Linked DNA regions of Triticum aestivum: region 2 is linked to region 1. The links are chromatin contacts, called in public Hi-C maps. All regions are on one chromosome and are shown on one strand. Each heading gives the region's core, a stretch centred on a gene start, on an enhancer-like site or on the middle of the called end of the contact. The rest is flanking DNA. Distances are from core to core; before and after follow the strand shown.

Region 1 (6,168 bases), core at 977-3,476:
GTTATCAAGTACATAACTTTGCACTTAAAATTCCAGGGGGGTTGCGGAGCATAATAAGTGGGCACACTGCTCGGCTCAATCGAAAAGTGGCCTAGCTACGTCTTGCACATTCGTAAGGCACCGTCAAAGGCCCACCAGGGACAACTTAACAATAGCATCAAGTTGTTACTCTGCGGCTACTTAGTAAAACCTCTACGAAGGACCCGCCACTGATACATCTCCAACGTATCTATAATTTGTGATTGTTTCATGTTATTATATTACCAATCTTAGATACTTTATATGTAACTTTATATAATTTTTGGGGACTAACCTATTAACTCAGTTGCTGTTTTTTTGCTTGTTTTTGGCTTTTCAGAAAATCAATACCAAACAAAGTCCAAGCACGATGAAAGTTTACTATGATTTTTTCTGGACCAGAAGGAACCCTAGAAGGTCCAGGAGGAGGCCAGAAGATCTACGGGAGAGCGACAAGCTCACCAGGCGCGCCCCTAAGCTCATGGTGGTCCCACGCAACTCCAATTGACCTAATTCCAACTCCATGAATTCCCAAATATTTCCAAACCAACAGAGAGCCACCCGAAACACTTTCTGAAACAATGGACAAGTTGCAGCGTGGACATGGAGGGGTTGGCTCATGACTGTCTGACGGAGCCCATCCAACGGACATGGAGATGGTGGACGTTCGCATAAGATCGGCTGGTTGAAGGGAATCATTTCCAAAATAAAAAGATAAAGGAAAGAAAAAGGAATAAACCTGTTCAGGGAAGGACCTTCCCTGAACCGGTAGGATAAAACCAGCATGGGGTGGCCTATACTAAGTACCTGCGCACGGAAGATGGTGCCACGAGCCAAATAGGACTAGCCGACCCCTATCCCATCGATCCCCTTCTCGTCGCCAGGCCGTCACTCGCCCTCGGTGCTCCTGGCCGACACGGCGGCAGAGGGAGAGAGCTATGCCCCGAGACCTCCTGCTCGATGCCCGCGTGCAGCAAGTTGTCAACCTTTGTTGAAGGCAGGGGCGAATGGGCCGGCCCATTCGGAGGTAACGGAGTTCCAACCGCGTAAAAAAATTGCCAAAAAGTAACGGGCGAGCTAGAGCTCGGAGTCGCGAGCTCCCTCTCCTAAAAGAGTGTTACTAACCGCTCGTCCTAATGAGTCCTAGTGATACATTTGCGGCGCGACTTTTTAAGTATTGTACTTCTTTTTTTGAAAAATACCCATTGAACGTTGTTTAATATATGTTGAATGTTTTTCTCAAAATACGGTGAACATTTTAAATAATACATGATGAACTTTTTATTATTATAATATGAATGTTTTTAATATAAGCGTTGAAAAAATAATAATACGAATTGAACATTTTATAACATAAGCTGAATTTTTTAATACACAAAGTTCAAAAATACAGTGATTATATATTCCTTGAACAATTTCTAATATACAATGAACATTTTCATAATGCATGATGAACTTTTGTAAAAACAATGTGAACATTTGCATAATGTACGATGAACATTTTTTGTAACACGCAACAAACTTTGTATAATATAGATAAAAGAACAATAAAATGGAAAAGATGAAAAACGAAAAGGAAAAGAAAAGAAATAGACACAGAAATAGAAAAAAAAAGAATCAGAAAAGGAACAGAAAAGAGAAGAAAACAACTAAGCAACAGCGAAACAACCATGATCCTTATTTCAAAACTTGGTCATCAATTTCTAAAAATGTTCCTCAAATTAAAAAAAATCATCTGATGAATACTAAAACTTGTTTATCAAAAAATCAAGTTTTCTTCATGAAAATATGAAAAATATTCATCAAAACTTTTTTTAATTCTGAACATTTGTGTAATTATGAACATTTTTTGAAAATTTGGGAACAATTTTTTAAATACAGGAACATTTTTAGTTCTCAATGAACATTTTTTGAGTTCCGATAGATTTTGAATCAGCGAACTTTTATTTGATTTTTTGAACATTTATTTCAAATTCATGAACATTATTTGAATTCAAGGACATTTTGGGCTCCATGAACATTTTCAGAATTAGAAATTTTCTTGAATTTTGATATTTTTTCGAAATTCCGTATTAATTAAAGAAAAAAACAAAAACTGAGAAAACAAAAACTGAAACTGAAATAATAAAACTGGGGCGTCCTGCCTCGCTCATGGGCCGGCCGCCAGCGCTGGCAGGTTCGCCAGCGCCGCGAATGCTACTTATCGCATTAAGCGATCGCGCAGGAGATGTCGCTTTAGGAGTCTGCTAATTGGGCCGGCCCATTGACTGGCTGTCAATGAGCTGAAGGAGTCTAGTAATTGGGCCGGCCCACTCGGTGGCAGTCAATGAAGAAAAAGGTGCAGGAGAAATGGAGCAGCCAAGATTCGAACTTCACAAGAGGTGCGAAATGTGCTAGGCGCGCCTTGGTGTCAAATGAGAAGGGCATAGTTTCTTAACTCGAAACAAGCCGGGGTTTTCACTAGTTATTCCCTGGGTCTTTTTTTTTCATTTTTTCTCTTTTTCTCTGTTATTTCTCTCTTTTATCTTTTTTGATTGTTTTTGTTTTCACTCTACATTTGCATATATGCCAAAAATATTTTTTAAGAAGTGATCAACATTTTTTGTATACACATTCAACATTGTCCGAACGCTTATTCAACAATTTTCAAAAACTTGTTCAACATTTTAATAGTTATGCAACATTTTTAAAAACTTGCTCAACATTTTTCATATACTCGTTCAACATTTTCTAATACCTATTCAACATTTTTCAAATAATTGTTCAACATTTTCAATACTTATTCAACATTTTTCAAATACTTGTTTGATATTTTTCAAATTATTGTTCAACATTTTCGAATAATTATTCAACATTATTCATATACCCATTCAATATTTTTTAATACCTACTCAACCTTTTTCAAATTATTCAGCATTTTTAATACTTATTCAACATTTTTCTAATTCTTGGTCAACATTTTTAATAGTTATTCAACATTTTTCCAAATGTGTTTTTGAAAATCATATATATGTAGAATATCTGAAAGTATAAACAAAAGTACAAAAATAAAGCAGAAAATGATAATAGAAAACAGAAAAAAAAAATAGGCAGTGGCTCTCCGCGGCAGGGCCAGCCCGTCTAGGACGCCCCGAGAAGGGGGCGCAGCGCCCTGGCTCGCTGAAGGCGAGAAATAGCAGGCCCCCAAAACATGCTGCGGAGAAAATCGAACCAGCGACCTGTTGTTTTGAGGTTACTGCGCTAACCAATCAGCCACCGAACCAGAACTAATAAGTTACATCTTTTCCTGTTCTTTCTTCTTCATTCTTTCCTTTTTCTTTTTCTTTTTCTATTGTTTCTTTTTTTCTTTCTTACTTATTCCATGAAAGAAATTCAAATTTGTGAGCTCTTTCTCAAATCAATGAAGTTTATTTCACATTCAATATACTTGTTTCTTCAAATCAATGAACTGTTTTCATTTTTTGATGAACTATTTTTCAAATTTGAAGAGCTTTTTTTTTCTAATTCGATCAACTTTTTTTCAACTCAATGAGCTTTTTTTCAAAATGGATGAACTTTTTACAAATTCGATGAAAGTTTTTCTAATTGAATGAACTATTTTCATAATTGAATAACTTTTTTCCAGTTTGATGAACTTTTTTCAAATTGAATGAATTTTTTTATATTGAATGAACTTTCTTCAAACTCGTAAAATTTTCCATTTTAGTGCTTTTTTCAAATTTATAAATTGTTTTTGAGTTATTCATATGTGTTTAGCTTTTTTTAAAAATGAACTTCTTTTGAATTCGTGAACTTTTTTGGTTTTGGTGAACTTTTTTTTGGAATACGCAAACTTTTTTTTCATGTTTGGGAACGTTGTTTAAATTTTAAAATATGTAAAATTATTTTAAAATAATTAAAAACTCAAATTGAATAGTGCATCTACTACTTGTGTTCTTAATTGCTCCGTGCTGAGATTAGTTACTAGCAGTTAGATGGCTGAGTCGTTGGCCAGACTATACCGAAGAGCGGTGACGTGGGATCGATTCTTGGCCAATAGCCATTTTTGCGTTGTTTTTCACGAGCTGCGTGCTCGTGGTGTCAGTTTCTTTCCACAGTGCTGAAGGACCTCCTATTGGGTGCATAACGCGCTGCCAACGAAGCGAGCACGCACCCCCGGTCTCCTCCGCCCCCTTCTGGGCCGGCCCGGAATGGCATCTGTTTTTTTCCTTCTTTTTCGTTTGTTTTTGTCCCTTTTTAATAATTTGGGATATCAAAAAATTATAAATTTGAGAAAAAGTTGCTAATTTTTAATAAAACAATCATGAATTTTTAAAAATATTCATGATTTCAAACAATGTTTTGGAGTTCAAAAAATATTCACGGTTTAAGAGAATGTTCACGAATTTGTAAAAAAAAATCATGAAATTTTAAAATGTTCATGAATTTAAAACATGGTCATGATTCCAAAAAGGTTCGTAATTTCGAATAATATTCTCGAATTCAAAAAAGAATCATGATTTTGTAAAAAAAATCATGTTTTCAAAAAATGGTCTTGAATTTAATTTTTTTTCATGATTTCAAAAAAATCTTCACGAATTCGCACAGATGTTCATTATTTAAGAAAATATTCACAAATTTTTTAAAAATGTTCACGAATTTTAGAAACCGTTCATGATTTTGAAGAAAATGTTCATGAGTTTTGGAAAATATTCACAATTTTAAAAAATGTTCATGGTTTAAGAGAATGTTCACGAATTTGTAAAAACAAATCATGATTTCAGGAAAAAATGTTTACGTATTTAAAAAATGTTCATCATTTCATAAAAGGCTGACAATATTAAATTAAGGGGGTACGTGTCGGCCCATAGAAACAGCAGTGCACGAGGGGGTACATGCTATGTCACTTGCGAGGGACCGACGCGTCATATAGGAGGCACCTATAGATACCCGGCCCGGTCTTGCTCGCTGGCCAGGCCTGGGCCTGAGTTTTGAACCCGAAGGATGCGTCGGGCCGGGCATCGTATTAGCTTCTTTGCGTTTTAGAATAGAAAGAAGAAATATGTTAATTGGAAATACAGGTGCAGAACATTTCATCATTGGGATTCTTTTGGGTGAACCATGTTACACTAACTAATAAGAATAATGAGACCTTTGAGAATAGAAAGAATAAACATGTTAATTGGAAATACATGCTGATTTCAGAAGTTACCTGAGGTTGCTGTCATATGCAGAACGAGTAAAGATTGGCCTTCAAAGCTTCACTGGAATATGCGGAAACCCTGTTGAAACATATGCGGGATTAGAAGAAAATAATTTCACTGTTCGATATGAAAGAGCAGGCTCTAAGAAAAAAACATCTATTTTCTGTCATTGGGAGACAAATAAAACTTACATGTCTCTGCAGGAAAGAAGTTACTAACGGGAGCTGAATTTCATTGTCCTTGCAAGTTACAATCTCAAAAAGGAATTGTTGAAGTAGAGCATGTAAATCATCCTACAGTATTTTAGAGAAAGTGTTGTTTAATTCCTAATATGTTCCAATTAATGACCAAAAAAGGAAACATATGTCTATCGCTTACATTAGAGAAACCCTCCAAACCGAGACCTTTGTACTTGCTAACATACTGAAGAAGGAAAATTCCTGAGTCATACATGTGAAAGAAAAATAATACCACAATCAGTTCCATACTTAGGATGGAAATTATTGTGAATTTAAAATACTTTTAATCTGCTTTTTTAGGAGAAAGAACCAAAAAGTTGCTGGTGACTGGTACAAATCTTCTAAAATGGGAGATTTCCATGGAAAACCCACCTGAAATTGACCTTGGGAGCTGGTACAAATCTTGATTCAAAATTTCATATGCTAAAAGAACTAGAATTTCCGTATGTAGCAGCAAACAAAACCTTGAAGTTGTAGATAACAGCACTAATTGTTGGTAGAAATGTATCACCACTGTAGTACGGGTTCATGATATCAAAAAATTTGGCTCTGAAGTTAGCAATGATTAAAATCTATTGTTTTTCCTTGAATACGGGCATTTTTACCTAGGGAATTGTGGAAAGTTACAATCTATTAGTGTAACCTCTTTAAAGAAGAAAAATCTATAAGAGCAGTTTGTACAACAGAACTTGTCTTACCGAGGAAGCATTCAATAAACTGAAGCCAAC
Region 2 (6,168 bases), core at 1,484-3,983, 500 kb before region 1:
CGTATCAACTAGGACTTGGACTAGGACTTGGATTCTATGGTGTATACGGGCCTGGACGACACCGCCTCGATATGTAAACGATCGCTGCATCTTTGTAATATAAATATACGTCAAGGTGAACCCAACAGGCACCACACATCAACCAATCAATCTCTATTTTTTTAGGGGTTCGATCTCTGTTTTTAACAATATATAGATCATACCTAAGTCGTTGGATGTATAGGGCTTCGGAAGGTCAGGCGCTGGTCTGATAAATTACTTCAGTCAACTGCTGGTAAGTGTTTCCCTCAAATTTTTAAAGGAAAGAACCCAAGCTTTACTATGGAAATTTTTAGGGAAAGAACCCGAGCTCTACTATGGAGATACAAAGCCCGGGGGCTACAGAGCCAAATATGGCCGCCTGGACGTAAAAGTGACATTCTAGCTATATTATGAGCATCCACATTGTACACCTCGTTTCATGTTTAAACGAAACATCTCGTAGCACCTTCAAGAGAGTACTTAAGGCACCTTCAGGAGAGTATGTTTTAGCGCATGCATTTTCTTCACATTTGACCTTCATTGTAGTGCACGTGTTTCGTTCATTTGTTTTGTTTCATCTCCTCTAGAAAAACCAGAAATGTATGGTTTAAAAAAAGTGGATGTCCGTTTTTTTATAGATTTAGAAAGTTTATGACATAAGAAAATGTTAACAAGTTTTACAAAATTTAAAATGTTCATGACTAAATTTCGTGGCTTTGAAAAATGATCACAAATTTAAAAAATGTTCACATTCTAAAAAAAAATTGTGGACTTGAAAAGCTTCAGAATTTTTTTAAAAGTTATTGAATTCAAAAATCTCAAGATTTGGAAAAAAAATCATGCACTCAAAACATGCTTTAGGATCTGAAGAAAGTTATCGGATTTGAAAAAATGTCAACAAACTCGACAAAAGTTCACAAATATGAAAATAAACTTGTGAATCTAAAAAATTGTGCGCTGAAAAATTTCAGAAATTTAAATTGACGAGTTTGAAAATAAAAATTAAATAAAAGGCAGAAAAGAAAAACGTAAAAAATAAAAGGTAAAACATGAAAACAAAAACGGACGAAAGAAAGAAGAAACCAGCCCAACAAACTTTTTTTGAGGGGTAACAGGTGAGGCCCTTCTGGAAGGTTCCCAAGACGAATGAATGGGATGCCCCACTTAGGATGCAGCCGAAAAGGGTCATTGACGCTGCATACTCTTGTTTTTGAGGGGTAACAGGTGAGGACCTTCTGGGGACTTCCTATTTGACGCATTCTGCATTTTTTTTGAGCAACTCACGCATTCTGCATGAGGTTCGCAGAGGTGAGCGACTCTAAGAGCTCAGTGGGCCGGGGCCCATTTGGCGGTTTCGGGCGGGTGGTGTTCTCCCGGTTTTGGGAACCTTCCAGAAGGCTCCCCGAATCGGTTTCCTTTTTTCCTTGCTGTTTTTCGAGGCTGGTCTTTTTTAGTTTTTTTTCTTCCTTTTTTCCTATCTGTTTATTTTTTATTTTGGTTTTTATCCTTTCTGTTTCTTTCTTCTTTTTTCTTTTCTTTTCTTTTTCTGTTCATTTTTCTAAAATTAGACTTTACTTTAATGTTCAAAATTCAAAAAAAAAATCAAATTCGAAAATAAGTTCAGGGTTTTCAAAACAAATGTTCGTGTGTTCAACAAATTGTTCACAAATTTGTAAAATGTCCGTGTTTTCATAAATGTTCCCAAATATTCAGAAAATGTTTGTGTTGCCAGAAAATCTTCATAAATTTCAAAAACAATTCACGTTTTTCAAGATAATATTCGCAATGCGAAAACTGTTTGTCTTTTTGAAAAATGTTAGCGCTTTCAAAACAATGTTCGTCTTTGTGAAAATTGCTCACACAATCAAAAAAATGTTTGCAATTTTCAAACAAAATAATTTTTTTTTCAAAAGAAGTTCCCTTTTCCCAAAAAACACAAATTCAAAAAATGTTCACATGTTTAAATTTTCTTAGAAAATTGGAAAATATTTTGGAATTTAAAAAATGTTCCTGTCTCCATTTTTTCACAAATTCATAAATGTTTAGGAATTTCAAAAAATTCTTCTTACGTTCCAAATTTGTTCATACAGAAAATATTTTCGTTTTCAAAATTTGTTCACATATTCAAAACATTTTCATGTTCAAAATTTGTTTACAATTCAAAAAATGTTCGCATGTTTAATTTTTGTCCACAAATTTAAAAATTTGTTCACATATTCAAAACATTTTCATGTTCAAAAATTGTTTACAATTCAAAAAATGTTCGCATGTTTAATTTTTGTCCACAAATAAAAAAAATGTTCGCATGTTTAAGCTCAGTTACTAAAACTGCCTATGGATGCGATTCCATGGCAGGAGGTCTTGTGTTCGATCCCTCGCCAACTGATTATTACGCGAATTGTTTTTTATTTTTTGCCGCTGTCGGTAGTTTCTTTTATACCCGCGCCGCAAATATGTCACAATACCTCAGGTGTCGCGGTGGCTAGTGCATCGTGCGCATCACTCGCAGGTCGGGAATTTGATTCCTCAGCGCGCTCTTTATTTTTCGATAATTCATCTCGTGAAGGACAGTAAATGGGCCGGTCCAGGTGAGCCGCCTCCTGTGCGAATCACCTCCAGTTTGCCGCAGCAAGCGGCATATAGAAGGTCCCCAGTATCTGGTGCGTTTTCTCTCAAAAAAATAACTCGCGAAGGACAGTAAATGGGCCGGCCCAGATGAGCCGCCTCCTGTGTGAATCGCCACCAGTTTGCCGCAGCAAGCGGCATATAGGAGGTCCCCAGTATCTGGTGCGTTTTCTCTCAAAAAAATAAATTATCTGATGCGTTAAGCGCCAAATAGCATATGTGCACTTCAGCTTGCGCGTGCCTTCAAAATCACTAATTAAGAAGTACTTTTTGCAAAGGTCACTCCAACCACTCCAAGTTGCGACAACAGGCGCATATTTGAGAGCGTTTACTTTTTCCGTATATTCATTTATTCAAAAAACAATTATCTCTTAAACTATGCATCCAAATCTCCAAAAGTTTTCCCCGTTGAATTCTTCGCATCGAGATATTTAAAATTAAATCACATGTTGATAGGTTTTAACGAACTTTTTTTACGAAAAAACTGAATCGGGAGCATTTTTTCCTCTTTTCTAAAGTACTTGTGCCTCTCTCGAAAGAAAAAGAAAAAAAGAAAACTCGACCGTGCTTCTTGCATATGGGAAAGAAAACATGTTTTTCCTTTTCTGAGAGGCAAGATTGTGCCTCACGCGGAAGCAAATCTGTGCCTAGAAGTAAATTTGTGCCTCTCGTGAAAGAAAAAAAAACACGTTTTTTGCCTTCTTCGAGAGGGATGACCGTGCCTCTCATGGAAAGAAATCCGTACCTCATGAAAAATAAATCTATGCCTCTCGCGGAACGAAATAAATGTGCTTTTTTCCTTTTCCGAGTACACGATTGTGCCTCTCGCAGATGCAAATTCGTGCCTCCACGAGAAGAAAATCTGTGCCTCTCGCAGAAAGGAAAAAACACGTTTTTTTCTTTTATGAGAGGTTGTGCCTCTCGCGGAAGCAAATCCATGTATTCGAGAAGTAAATCTATATCTCTCGTAGAACAAAACCTTTTTTTGCGCAATTTTGTTTCAATTTTTTTTCCAAAACCTAAAAAAACAAGGGGAAACCGAAAGCCGAAAAGTCAGACAAAAAATTATCTAAAAGTCAAAAACATGTAAAAACACACAAAAAAAGGAAAAAAAATCGTCCAGACTGCGACACGTAGCGGCGGCTGAGAGCACGTCAGCCCACCAAAGGTGACCTTTGCAGGGGCTCCCGAAGGAGTACTCGCTGATTAGTTGCTCTTGCAGGCCTTGGATTAATATAAGCAAAAAATAGCGAGGCAAATCAAGCAAACGAGGCCTCTTGTGGGCTGGAATCTTCTTTTAAATTATTGAAACAATTTTTTTATTAATAAATTTGATTCGAGGCAAAAAATATTTTAGTTTGAAAAAGGTAAACAATTTATTTTTTGGACAAAATTCCCAAGTTCAAAAAAATTCTTTTTTTTAGAAAAATGTTCAATGACTAGAAAATTGTTTCCAAATTTAAAATTATGGTTAGGAGTCTTTAAAATATATAAAATTTTAAAAGTAAAACAGTTTTAAAAATATCATGAATTTCAAAAAGATCTTTGACAAAATTCATGTATTAAGAAAATAATGAGAAATGTCAAGGGGAAAAGGAAAAGGGAACAACTGAAAAATGGGTCAAAAAACTAGACAAAAACATGAAATAAAATAGAAGAAAATATGACAAAGCACCAAATTGCTTGAAAAATCCTAAGGAAAAGTTGTTAAATAGGCCGACCTATATGGCACTCTGTTGTGAGAAGATGATTCATATTTGTGGACCATTGCCAACATTAAGGAACCTGGGTTTAGAGCATCTCCAGCCGAGCCCCCAAAACGCCCTCCCCAAGCGATGTTTTCGCGCCGGCGCATAAAAATCGGCCCAGCCGCATCCCCAGAAGCCCAATTTTCGCCGGCTCGGGCCGAATTTGGCGCCGGCGGACCCAAGTCAAACCCGCCGCGCTGGGGGGCGCTCGGGGGCGCCGGGCGAAACGGTTTTGGCGCGAAAGAGCCGCGGGCCCGCCGTGTCAGCGACACTCGCCTCGTCGTCCTCAGAACGCCTCGGTTTCCCGCGGCGAATCAATGCCAAGGCTGCCGCCGGTCAGCCTTCCATTGATTCCTCACGGGCGGCGCGGCGACGCCTCACTCCCCGCCCCCGCGTACACACGCCTCCCCGGCGGCTATAAAAAGCGTCGCCCCCCTCCCACCACTGGCCACAGACGCCGTGCTCTCTGCCTCTCTCTCTCTCTCCGCCGCCGACGAACCTCTCCTTTCTCCCAGCCCCAGCCACGACAATGTGCGAGCGGTTCCCCGGCGACGGAGCGGCGGCCCACGGCATCAGCCGCCGCTCGCTGCAATCGTGGGAGGCGCACCTGCTTTTCGAGGCCAACATCCCAGCGCCTCTAGACATGCGCGTTGGGCCGACAGGATGGAGGCGCAGCGCCGGAGGCGTCCCCATTCCTCCCTGCCGGCCGTCGTCGCGCGCCCCAACTACTTCGCCGGCGAGGTCGACCGTGTTCGGTCATCACTGACCGAGGAGCAGCGCGCCTCCCCGCAGTACGCCGCCGACAACCACGAGGGCGTGGGCAGCGTACTTCCAGCGCCGTCAGGAGAAACGCCTTGCCTCCACCAATGGGGCACCGGTAGTGGGGGCGGCCGGTGGAACAGCGAGGGGCGACGCCTGTGGTGGTCCGTCCCCGGCCGGACGCTCCGCGAGGTTCTCGCGCACCTAGAGGGCGGCAACAACCCGCCGCTCATATACCCGGCCGCCGCCCCGGTCCCCCGCCGTGGCGCCGGGCAATGGATGCCCAGGAGGTTTGTCTCCGGCTCGTCGTCCTCGTTCCGCTCCTCCTCCCACTCCTCTTCCCACTCCTCCGGCTCTCCGGTGGTGTTCGGCGTCAAGGCCGAGCCCGCAGCGGAGACCCCGCTCGGCCGGCGCACCCACTCGGCCGGCATCGTCATCAACGAAGGCGGCGGCCGCACCTCGTCCTCGGCTCCTCCCCAACTCGTCAAGCCGAAGACGGAGCCCGGGCTCGCCAACGGCGTCAAGGAGGAGGCGCTCAACGACGAAGCGGCCCTCAAATGGGCACGCGATGACTGGGCGCAGACGGAGATGGAGTGCCAGTGCGCCGCCTTCGCGCGGTTCGAAGCTCGTCGCCGTGGCCGGGACGAGGGAGGCATCGTCGTCCTGGGCGACAGCGACGACGATGACGACGCGCCGCCACCACGGTCCGCCAAGGAGGCGCCAGGGAGGGGTCCAGCAGGGGCGGCCACGCCATCAAGAAGGAGAAGGCCGACGACTCCGATGAGGACGACGGCGACGTCGGCGACTTCACCGCGCTGATCGACTTCTTCGCCCCGTAGATGCCTTTTTTTAAATAATTTATGTAAACGCCGAACATGTTGAATATGAATGTCAAGTTTGCCGAATTTTAGCCAAACTTTGCCCAATTCAGATTTTTTAAAATAAAAAAAACGTGTCTGGGGCGACCCTGGGGCGAGCGGCTGGGAACCCGCTCGCCCCATGCCGATTTTAGCGC

Evidence for each region. Hi-C and Micro-C count contacts between places; a contact is called where the count stands out from the background.
Region 2: a contact with region 1 is called in a Hi-C map of leaf, with 5 times the contacts expected there. The contact joins two enhancer-like sites. A contact is called at or near these places in 2 of 5 Hi-C or Micro-C datasets (leaf and an unstated tissue).

The regions. Positions count from the first base shown.
Region 1 is chr5D:80,926,094-80,932,261 of IWGSC CS RefSeq v2.1, reverse strand. No RefSeq gene overlaps it. Among protein-coding and RNA genes, the nearest start is that of LOC123119580, 110 kb to the right of the region's middle. Within about 2 kb of position 2,226, at least 1 of the 8 cell types and tissues checked has an H3K27ac peak or open chromatin away from gene starts, as enhancers often do.
Region 2 is chr5D:81,428,921-81,435,088 of IWGSC CS RefSeq v2.1, reverse strand. No RefSeq gene overlaps it. Among protein-coding and RNA genes, the nearest start is that of LOC123119582, 25 kb to the left of the region's middle. Within about 2 kb of position 2,733, at least 2 of the 8 cell types and tissues checked have an H3K27ac peak or open chromatin away from gene starts, as enhancers often do.